Regions from separate parts of the Mus musculus genome. Here region 1 is linked to region 2. The links are chromatin contacts, called in public HiChIP or PLAC-seq maps. All regions are on one chromosome and are shown on one strand. The core of a region is the stretch at or near the end of the contact, and the rest is flanking DNA. Distances in the headings are between cores, read along the strand shown. Region 1 holds the start of F730043M19Rik (RIKEN cDNA F730043M19 gene). Region 2 holds the start of Prkar2b (protein kinase, cAMP dependent regulatory, type II beta).

What was found. HiChIP or PLAC-seq counts read pairs in DNA pulled down with a chosen protein or histone mark.
Region 1: a contact with region 2 is called in a FOXA1 HiChIP or PLAC-seq map of pancreatic cancer cells. The contact joins the promoter of F730043M19Rik here to the promoter of Prkar2b in region 2. A contact is called at or near these places in 2 of 39 promoter capture datasets (hippocampal neurons and liver) and 1 of 115 datasets of contacts at active chromatin or transcription factors (pancreatic cancer cells).

The regions. Positions count from the first base shown.
Region 1 is chr12:33,145,110-33,149,475 of GRCm38.p6, reverse strand. It overlaps F730043M19Rik (RIKEN cDNA F730043M19 gene), which reads left to right and starts at 1,890. Exons shown (of 6, transcript NR_015602.3): 1 at 1,890-2,344. It overlaps Atxn7l1 (ataxin 7-like 1), which reads right to left and starts at 2,505. Exons shown (of 11, transcript NM_001374022.1): 1 at 1,561-2,505; 2 at 975-1,043. The coding sequence starts at 1,741.
Region 2 is chr12:32,058,967-32,063,542 of GRCm38.p6, reverse strand. It overlaps Prkar2b (protein kinase, cAMP dependent regulatory, type II beta), which reads left to right and starts at 2,266. Exons shown (of 11, transcript NM_011158.4): 1 at 2,266-2,761. The coding sequence starts at 2,461. Gm51992 (a long non-coding RNA gene) reads left to right here. Exons shown (of 3, transcript XR_003950224.1): 2 at 505-630; 3 at 1,260-1,324.

The sequences.
Region 1 (4,366 bases), core at 641-3,140, 1.1 Mb before region 2:
CACTCGCCGCGGATGAGAAAATGCTCCTACTGTCAAGTTACGTCTGAACTTTTTTGACAACCCCCATCAATTCCTCTGGCCCCTCCATGACTCCTTCCCACCACCAATTTCGGCCAGTTCTCCATACAAGACTCCAGATAGTGCATCACAATTCAAACGAACCCATCCTTTCTTTAAGCACAAAGTAGGTCCTCCAGTGTGGCTCCATTTGAAGCCAGAGGCCAGAGTGACCAATGGCAGGCTTGCAAACAAGGATCACTGATTTACAACAACCAAAGGTGTATGGTGTGCCCAGGCCTGACATAATGGCTTCACTCACATGCCAGATCTGGGGTCATTGTCTGTTCAATGTGTCCCCTTTCAGGTATCATATTTTCATGCTGGGAAGCACAGATTTGTGGGGGGAGGGGTCAGAGTGCAGGCCAAAGATCTGCACATATTGATAACCCCTAACCCTGGTCACTGCCTACAGTCTGTGACCGTGACCAGCAACAAGTAACAAAATGCTACTTGCAGCCAAGGCTTGCCATGTGCAACGGTTTTCAGTGAGAGTGGAGAAGCTGCCGGAATGACCGACCATGTGGGGTTCATTAAAACTTGTGAATTTACATACAAGGGAGGCTGGAATGCTTGTGAAGGGAGCCCCATGCCTCCTCACTCAGGGATTTCAAACCCCACCACCACCATTGGCCAATGGTGCTCCAAGGAGAATGGCAGAGACCAATGTGGACTCCAGCGGAGTGCAGTAAACTTCTGCCTTCCACAGCCTCCCCCACACTGAAAGACCCCCCCCCCAAGTTGTATTTATACTTCGAAGAAGGAAGTTAACAGTGAAGCAGTAGTCACCTGGGCGTGCTCAATTTCTGACAAGCCTTAGTCACTCTGTACCCAACAGAACAATTCACATTATATTCCAAAGCCTGTGAAGACTCTGCCACACAAGCTAACACTAACATGCCAAGAGCTCCACTTACCTTCTTTATTAAGCCTCATAACCTCCCTGCTTTTGCCACCCTCTTTTCCAGCCTCTTCTAAATCTACATCTGCAGATGAAAAAGAAAAGGAAAAAAGAAAATGAGGAAAAAAGGGGGGATGCCAAAGTCAAGGGGGGAGGGAGAGTGTTTATTGACAAACAGATCGATCTAAATACTGTATCTGAAAATCTTGCAAAATTTGACAATGCAACATTTTCTCCCGAGTCTGGCTTTCCATCTACCTGGCCCAGATAGGTACCCCCAAAAAAGGAAAGGAAAAAAAAAACTATGCAAGCAGCAACAGAGTCGCCTTTTAAACAGACACCACCGTGGGGCTGCGAAAGCCCACCCCGCAGGCTGCCTGCCCCGGAGAGCCAGGCACAGACAGACAGACAGCTTTGCTGGCAGCCGGGCCTCTCTGTGCTCTGATGGTCTGTGTCTGTGTGTATTTATTTAGAGAGAGAGAGAGAAGCATGGAGGACGCCGGGGGCCACTCTCTCTCACACACACACTTTTTCCCAGTGGCTCTAGGTGAATGGAAAGGTTACAGGATAATAAAAGGAGGTACAGGCGGTGGGGTTCTTACTGTCGGAGCAGTGTAATTTGGCGGCGTCGATCCAGGAGGACCAGGGTTTGCCCAGAAACGCCTCCGGACTGGGCACTTTGCGGTGCAGTGTCGCCATTGCTGTTCCTTCTTGTTGCTTTTTCCCTGTTCCTTCGGCAGCAGCAGCCGAGAGACACGGGATTCGAGAACGCTCCGACGTCATCTTCGGAACGTTCCGACATTGAGTGTTCTGAGAGGGGGAGGAGGGCGGCGGAGGAGGCGGGAGGCGGGGCGCGCTCGGCCCTGCCCGGCCCTGCTGTGCTGCGTGCAGCCGCTGGGGGCGCCAGAGAGGCGCCGTGTGCGCGGGGCTCGGGAGAGCGCGGAGTCCGGCAGGCTGAGAGCAGAGCCTGAGTGCGCCGCCGGTTCAGCCGGGCAGGGTCGCCTCGCGCCAGGATGCTGCGCCCCGCCGCCCTGTCCAGCCAGCAACCCTGGCGCGACCCCGGGAAGAAGCACAGGTTCTTTCGTCCAGTCGCCGCTGGAGGACCGAAAGTTTTGCTCGCTGCAAGTCTCTTCCTCCCAGAGTCCCAGTCACCCACCATGCGACGTCCCAGAAGGATCCCGGAGGCTTAGTGGGAACGAAATCGGCTGTTTTGCACCCCTCCATCCTTATCCCTCAGGGTAGAGCAGGGACTCTAGAGAGTACACCTCCCAGCTACCATCCACTTCACCCTGTCTCCTCTCTCGGTGAGCCTTGGAATCCGGTCTCTTCGCAGATGCCTTCAGGAGTCAGAAGCAAAGGGGAAATGGACATAACTCCGAGAAACCGGTGAGTGGGGGCAAGGGGAGTGATCATCCCATCCTTGGTTTCATAGCAGGCAAAATTCCAAAATCATTTTGTCTCTGGCGTTCCCGGGGATCTGTGCGATGGTTGTGTGTCCCAGCTGGTAGAGCCACTGCGGAGACTTTGCTCCGCGCACACCAGAGACTGAGCGAGCTCAAGGCTCTTGGGTGATGCTAAGCCCCTCCCTCAGACCCAGCACTTGCACAGAGCAAGCAGGTTGGCCAGAGGACTTCGCATCACCGGAGAACCTGACTGCCAGGTGTGTAGACGCGTGGCGCTTTGAGATGTCTCTTCTGACCCTAGGGGCTGGTAAATGAGACCTTAACCTTCTGTTACCTCTTTAGAATTGTTTGCTTACTAGGAATTCCCTAAACTGTAAAGACACCCTTACCCCCGTAATCAATAACTTTTCTATTTGTGAAGCATCCTTCCATTCTTACCACTGCTGTCCCCGGGAGCCCTTCTGCTCCACACTGAAGCGTTGCTTAATTCTGGGCTGTATTCTGGTGGGGCTGGAATGTCCTGGCACTCAGCACCATGAACCTCAAAACCTGCATTAGGATGGGGGCGGGGAAGGAACCTCTGGAGGCTTGTTTTCAGCTGTGATGTGTGTGCGCGAGTGGGCCTGCCTCTATGGGACATGGATAATTCTCAGGTTTGGATGAATTGCTACCTAACTAAGGTGCCAGTGGGTAAGGAATTACCTTACTTTAAATACTTGTGGTTTGGGAAATATTTCTCAGACCTTGACATCTTAGATGAGCCAGGCGCTGTACCTGACATTACTTCACCCATGCATCTTTTTAAATAACATTGTTTCTCATGGACCGGTTGCCCAGGGTCAGAGAGAGAGGGAGATCCATCCTGGTCTTCACAGAGCTGCAGCTGGAGAACGATCATGCTTAGCTCTTCAGGGAAGCTAGGCATGTGTACAGTGACCCCAGACCAGTGTGGCAAGGGTATGGACTTTCACGGCAGGGCCAGTTCCTTGGCGGAAGTTGAAATGAGCTAAGAGTGTTCAGAAAAAATGTGTCACCAAGAAAACGGAATCTGCTCTGCATATTAGAAATTGGGAAGATCTTATAGTAAGCTGAGGTCTGGTCTTGCCTAGAAAAGGGGACCATGCAGAACCTTGGGTGAATGTAAGCATATGTGGGTCGATGGTGTGGCTTAGCTGTGTAACGTCTTGTGTCCTACTAGGACCATCATTGGGAGCTAGCTGGAGGCAGCTAGGAAAAAACCAACATGTTCCATTCAAACATGTCCCCAAAATTGCTTAATAGACTTCGACTTAAATGAATCCATCTATCCCATCTGCCACTCTTGCTAAATTTCTCTGAGCATCTCAATTTGTGAGGACTTTGCTACCTACACCATTCGTTTTTCTCTAAGATTTCTCAGCACCTGGAAGGCAAGTGTACCACCCACCTTGCTGGTTGGACCATGTTGTTTATTTTTCCTACCTCACTTCTGGTGATAGATTAGAAACAGGACTAACATCAGAAATCCTCCTCGCCACCTAGGAATACCAGTTGGAGGGATTTCAGCTCTTTGTTAATGGATAGCACTAGAGCCCAGCCATGAATGAGCCGGGCATGATGAACAGACTCTTTTTGATAAGTAGAACTGAAGGAACCCAGGACATTTGCATTCTGGCAGGGCAGGGCAACCTCCATGGGAATGTGTCCTCTGCTTTCCAGTCCCCTTGCTCCTGGCAGAGTCAACAGACTCCTGTCTCCTAGGATGTGCAAAAGAGTTCTGTACTCCCTGTGGCTCGGACTTAGTGGATCCTGCTCTGTTCCTAACCACTGTCACTTGCCAGGGCCACCATAGGAGCAATGGTAGCCCTTTCTTACCCCTTAGCTCACCTGGGAAGAAGTTGAAAACTGATGTACGCGTACTCACTGAAACAAAGCCAGCCCTCATTGCTTAATGTAGTTGGGGGAGGGGAGCTTGAGGGAGCGTGGGATAGTGTGAGCATGTGATTCAATGTCCCGAATCCTACTG
Region 2 (4,576 bases), core at 1,017-3,516:
CAAGATGGTTTAAATCCAACATATCTGCTCTTAGTATTATTCTCTTGGAAACCTCCCAGAACGAGAGACCAACAACAGGTCATTTAATCCAATTACTAATTTCATGCCCGAGTCACTTCTACAGCTCTAAAACAAGGGGAGCTCCTGGCATTGTGGCTAATGAAAGCGAGCCATCTAGCACACCCTGTATAAGAAATCTATGATGTTAAAAAAAAAAAAAAAAAACAAAAAAAAAAAACAAAAAAAAAAAAACCATGTTGGAGAACGATACTTAAAAATGTGGTTCCTTGCTTCCTCTGTTTTTGAGAAAGGTGTTGAACATCCACAGACTAATAATTGTCCCTATACTTGGTTTTCCTCCACCTCTAAGCATTTGCTTGTACATAACTGCTCAAAATAAAGAATATTTTCCCCAAATTTCTCCATTGTAGCATTTAATTGCTATTGCTGTGCAACAAACTACCAAAATTTCAAGGCTAACACATACCTCCTCCTGTTTTTAAGGGTTCACCAACTCCATGGATCAGAACTTTGGTCAGGCACCTACCAGAGGGCTAGAGTGACTTCTAAATGCACCACTGGCCAAAGCAGTCACAATCCCCCTTGCGTTGCACTCCGGGCTTAGGAATGGTAAAGTTGTTCTGTGGAAGAGCACATGGGCTGGGAGGTACCATTACTCACTTTCAGAAAATAAAATGTATGTGGTCAGAAGTTGTAGCCAAAAGAAAAGATGAGTGTTTGCTGCCGGAAGGAGGCTCCTTTCTCTTCCCCACTTTCCTGTTAGCTGACTTAGAGGAAATGACTGGAGGTGGAGGAGCCACAAAGCCAGAATTACACAGCAATGAGCTTGAATGAGCGAGGATTCTTGATCGACATTGAGGACCGCAACGATAAAATCCCATCTTAACTAGTATTCTTTGCATTTTCTGCTGAGCAGTAGGGAGAAACATGATAGAAATACATCTTAGATTATTGGATCTGCAAAACATTTCGGTAGAGAACTTGACTAATACTGTGTTCCATATGGCCTCATGTGAAGACCACATTTTTCTGAGTTTATTTCTTATACACCACACAATTACAATTTAGAAGTATGTTATTTTAAAAAAAACACACACCAGTATTATTATTATGAGGTTAAGAAACTGAACTTGAGAAATGAATTCCCTTATGAAAAAAAAAGATAAATAAACATTGTAAACAAATGGGTAAGAAGCAATTTTTAAAAAATAAAACGAAATGATATTTTTGATTTCTAGGTTTTGGGTTTCGTGAGTCACATATTTTCCTTATGTGTGGGCAGAAAGGTAAGTGAGAACAACTAAGGAAATAAAATAAAACTCAATAAATAAATAAAACTTAAGAATAAAATAAAACTCAAGTGAGTTTGCACTTGGACTGCTTTACAATGAAATGGGCATCGTAGAAAATAAAGTATGCATATTTATACAGCGTTTAATTTGGCAAAAGATAAATTTTTCTGTTTCAAAATTCTCAGAATAGGCTCGTTTTAAAGACAAGGGTTTTCTTTAAAAAGCACAAATGTGTAGTTCTCTTTTCCTTTTTATTGCTATATTCAAATTTTGGAGATTTAATTGAAGTGACGCAAAGTGTCAGGAAAGGTTTTAAAAATAAGCAACAAGAGGCTAATCAGGTAACACACCCTTAGTTGTCTGTCCAGCTGCCCTGACTACCCTGTATCCTGTCTTGAAGGATCAACTAACTTTGTTAAGTGCTACACAATAAATGCGGCCTTTGTCTCAGTAACCAGTAGGAAATGTACTAAGCAGAGTGTGGCAGAGCATCTGTAAGGCAAACCATCACAGCCACGAGGCTAAAAGGCGGAATTAAAGAAAATTTTGTGACAGACAAGTGGCAGCATCTCTTTTATCCAGAAGAGAACCAGTAGGGCTGTGCGACTAACAAAAGACACCACGCACGTTTCTCTTGGGGTTGGATTCTAGGAAAAGGAAAAGCCACCAAGGTGGAGGCTGAAGTTTCAGCAGGAATTGCGCCGCACCAACTCTGCGTGGGACAGGGAGAAAGGTGCGTGGGATTCGCTCAGGGAGCTCAGGTGGAGCGCGCGGCCTCAGCCCCACGCCCCAGGCTCAGGCTGCCTCCACCCTGGGGCCACTTGAGAGGCGGCAGTGCTCCCGCCCGCCGGGTTGCCATGGTTTCCGGGGATCACGTGGGCGCGCGGGCGGAGGCGGGGCGCCGGGCGGGGGGCGGCGCAGCGGCGGCGGGAGCAGGAGCGGGAGGAGCTGGAGATGCTGCCAACCCTCCCCGGGCTGTGCTCGCTCTGCTGCTGCCGCCGCACGGAGCAGCCTCGCCGGGGGCCCAGTGCGCCGCGCTCGCAGCCGGTAGCGCCCGGGGCGCTCGCTCGGGAGCCGCGCAGCCCGAGACCGGACCGCGGATAGGGGGCGAGGGCGGCGTCCAGGCGCCTCGGCGTGCACGGGCAGGATGAGCATCGAGATCCCCGCGGGGCTCACGGAGCTGCTGCAGGGCTTCACGGTGGAGGTGCTGAGGCACCAGCCCGCCGACCTGCTGGAGTTCGCGCTGCAGCACTTCACGCGGCTGCAGCAGGAGAACGAGCGCAAGGGCGCCGCGCGCTTCGGCCATGAGGGCAGGACCTGGGGGGACGCGGGCGCAGCCGCCGGGGGCGGCATCCCCAGTAAGGGTGTCAACTTCGCCGAGGAGCCCATGCGCTCCGACTCCGAGAACGGCGAGGAGGAGGAGGCCGCGGAAGCAGGGGCGTTCAACGGTGAGGACCGGCCCCCTCGCGCCCTGAGCCCCGGCCGCCGCGTCCGCCTCACTCTCGAACCCCGCCTCGCTCTTGAACCCCGGGCTGAGCTCCCCACCTTCCCCGTGCTCTCCACCTTCCCATTACGCCCACCCCCTCAGCACCCATTTCGGTCGCTCCCACTCGCCCACCTTCCTACTCAGCTCTCTTGTCATGCCCTCCCTTTCTCTGGAGGTGGGGAAAGGAGAGGTTGCGCTCCCGCTGCCCCTCTGTCACCTCTCTTTCCGGGGCGATTTAGGGTGGGCATCTTGCTGGATCGTTAACTTTCCCGTGGTTGGAGATGTCTCAGGCTCCGGGAGTACCATTGTGCATGAAGGGCGCTTGGCGGCCTCTTTTCAGCCCTTTAGATTTATTAATGGAGTGTTCTGGGAGAAAGGGCGAAGCATGTAGGACTCAGTGAGAAGAGTGTGAAATCGGACTCGCTGAGGTAAAACAAATTAACGATAATAGCTGTGACATTCTTGGAATACGAATAATTTATTTTCCAGTTTTTCCAATACCATGTGGTGGCGATATTTTTGGACATATAACAAAGGAGCATATTTAGCCTGATACCTAGGGGGTCTTTGGCATGAGGAAATAGGCCAATGATTTTCTTTCTTTAAAAAAAAAGATACAAAACATATATTGAATGATTTTGATGTTCTTTTTAAAGTGTGTGGAAAAAAAAATAACACCATGGGAAGTTCTAAGAGCTTTGTCAGTTGTCTTAATGAAAAGCCAGCCAGCATCTAAGGACCACGCCAGACACTGAAGCTAGAGAGAATGAATGGGAGAGAAAGGGATTGTTTTAAATAGCTGCTTTTGGCGAGTCCCACCCCTTATGCTTCCCACCTCTCCCTGACACACCAGACACACATGCGTGTTTACACAATATGACCAAACCCCAGGTTTTGCAGGAGCCCGGGCTGAAATGCCGTGGTGTGCAAATGGACAAGTATTTTCCTTGGTGGTGTGAGGCGAGCATGCATGCAGCTTTTATTTGTTGATGCTGCTGGTGTGGGATTTGTGTGTCCACAATGCCTTTCACACAGTGAAAACACTAAAGGGCCATTCACTTCATTTCCCTTACGCCCTCCTCCCAGGAAGATTTTCATTCCTTTGTAGAATTAATTATATGTTGAATGGGTTATAAAATTAATGCATTCTTAGCTTGTTTAAAACACACAAACCCTGGATGTTAGTGCTCTGTGAATGTGAAAGATTGCTATTTAGATTTTTAATTTGGGACATTTGGGTGCTTTGAGAATAGGGTAATCATAGTTTTAATTGTTCCCACACCAAATCAGATGCTTGTCTCACTAGGAAGGGGAACTAGACAGCATCTTACACAGATGGTATAGAAAGGACAGTGACGTCTAATACTTGTATGCACACACATTTGTGCACATGCTATGTGTCTGTGGCATGGGGATGCAAGCGCAGGCAAGCAATGCACAATGGAAAAGGGGACTAGTGTCCTGAATGGGAGGCACCAAGGAGAAGGGAGGCTTGGGAGAGCCTCTGTGCTCTTTGGAATACAGTATTAATACAGTCAAACCTAATTATATCTAATTCTCTTGAAGCACTTTGCTTTGGTTTAATTTCTCCTTGCAAGAATGTGTATCTTGCACATTGGAAGAAAGAAGTGCTTTTGTAATTTTTATGAAGCTTTCTATTCCCCAAGTCATCTTTTCTATAAAAATCACTCAAGGTCAGTTGTAATAAATGCTTAACCAGTTGCCTTTTAACATCTCTACCTCCAGGGGTTTTAAAACTTCTTGACTATAACACAAT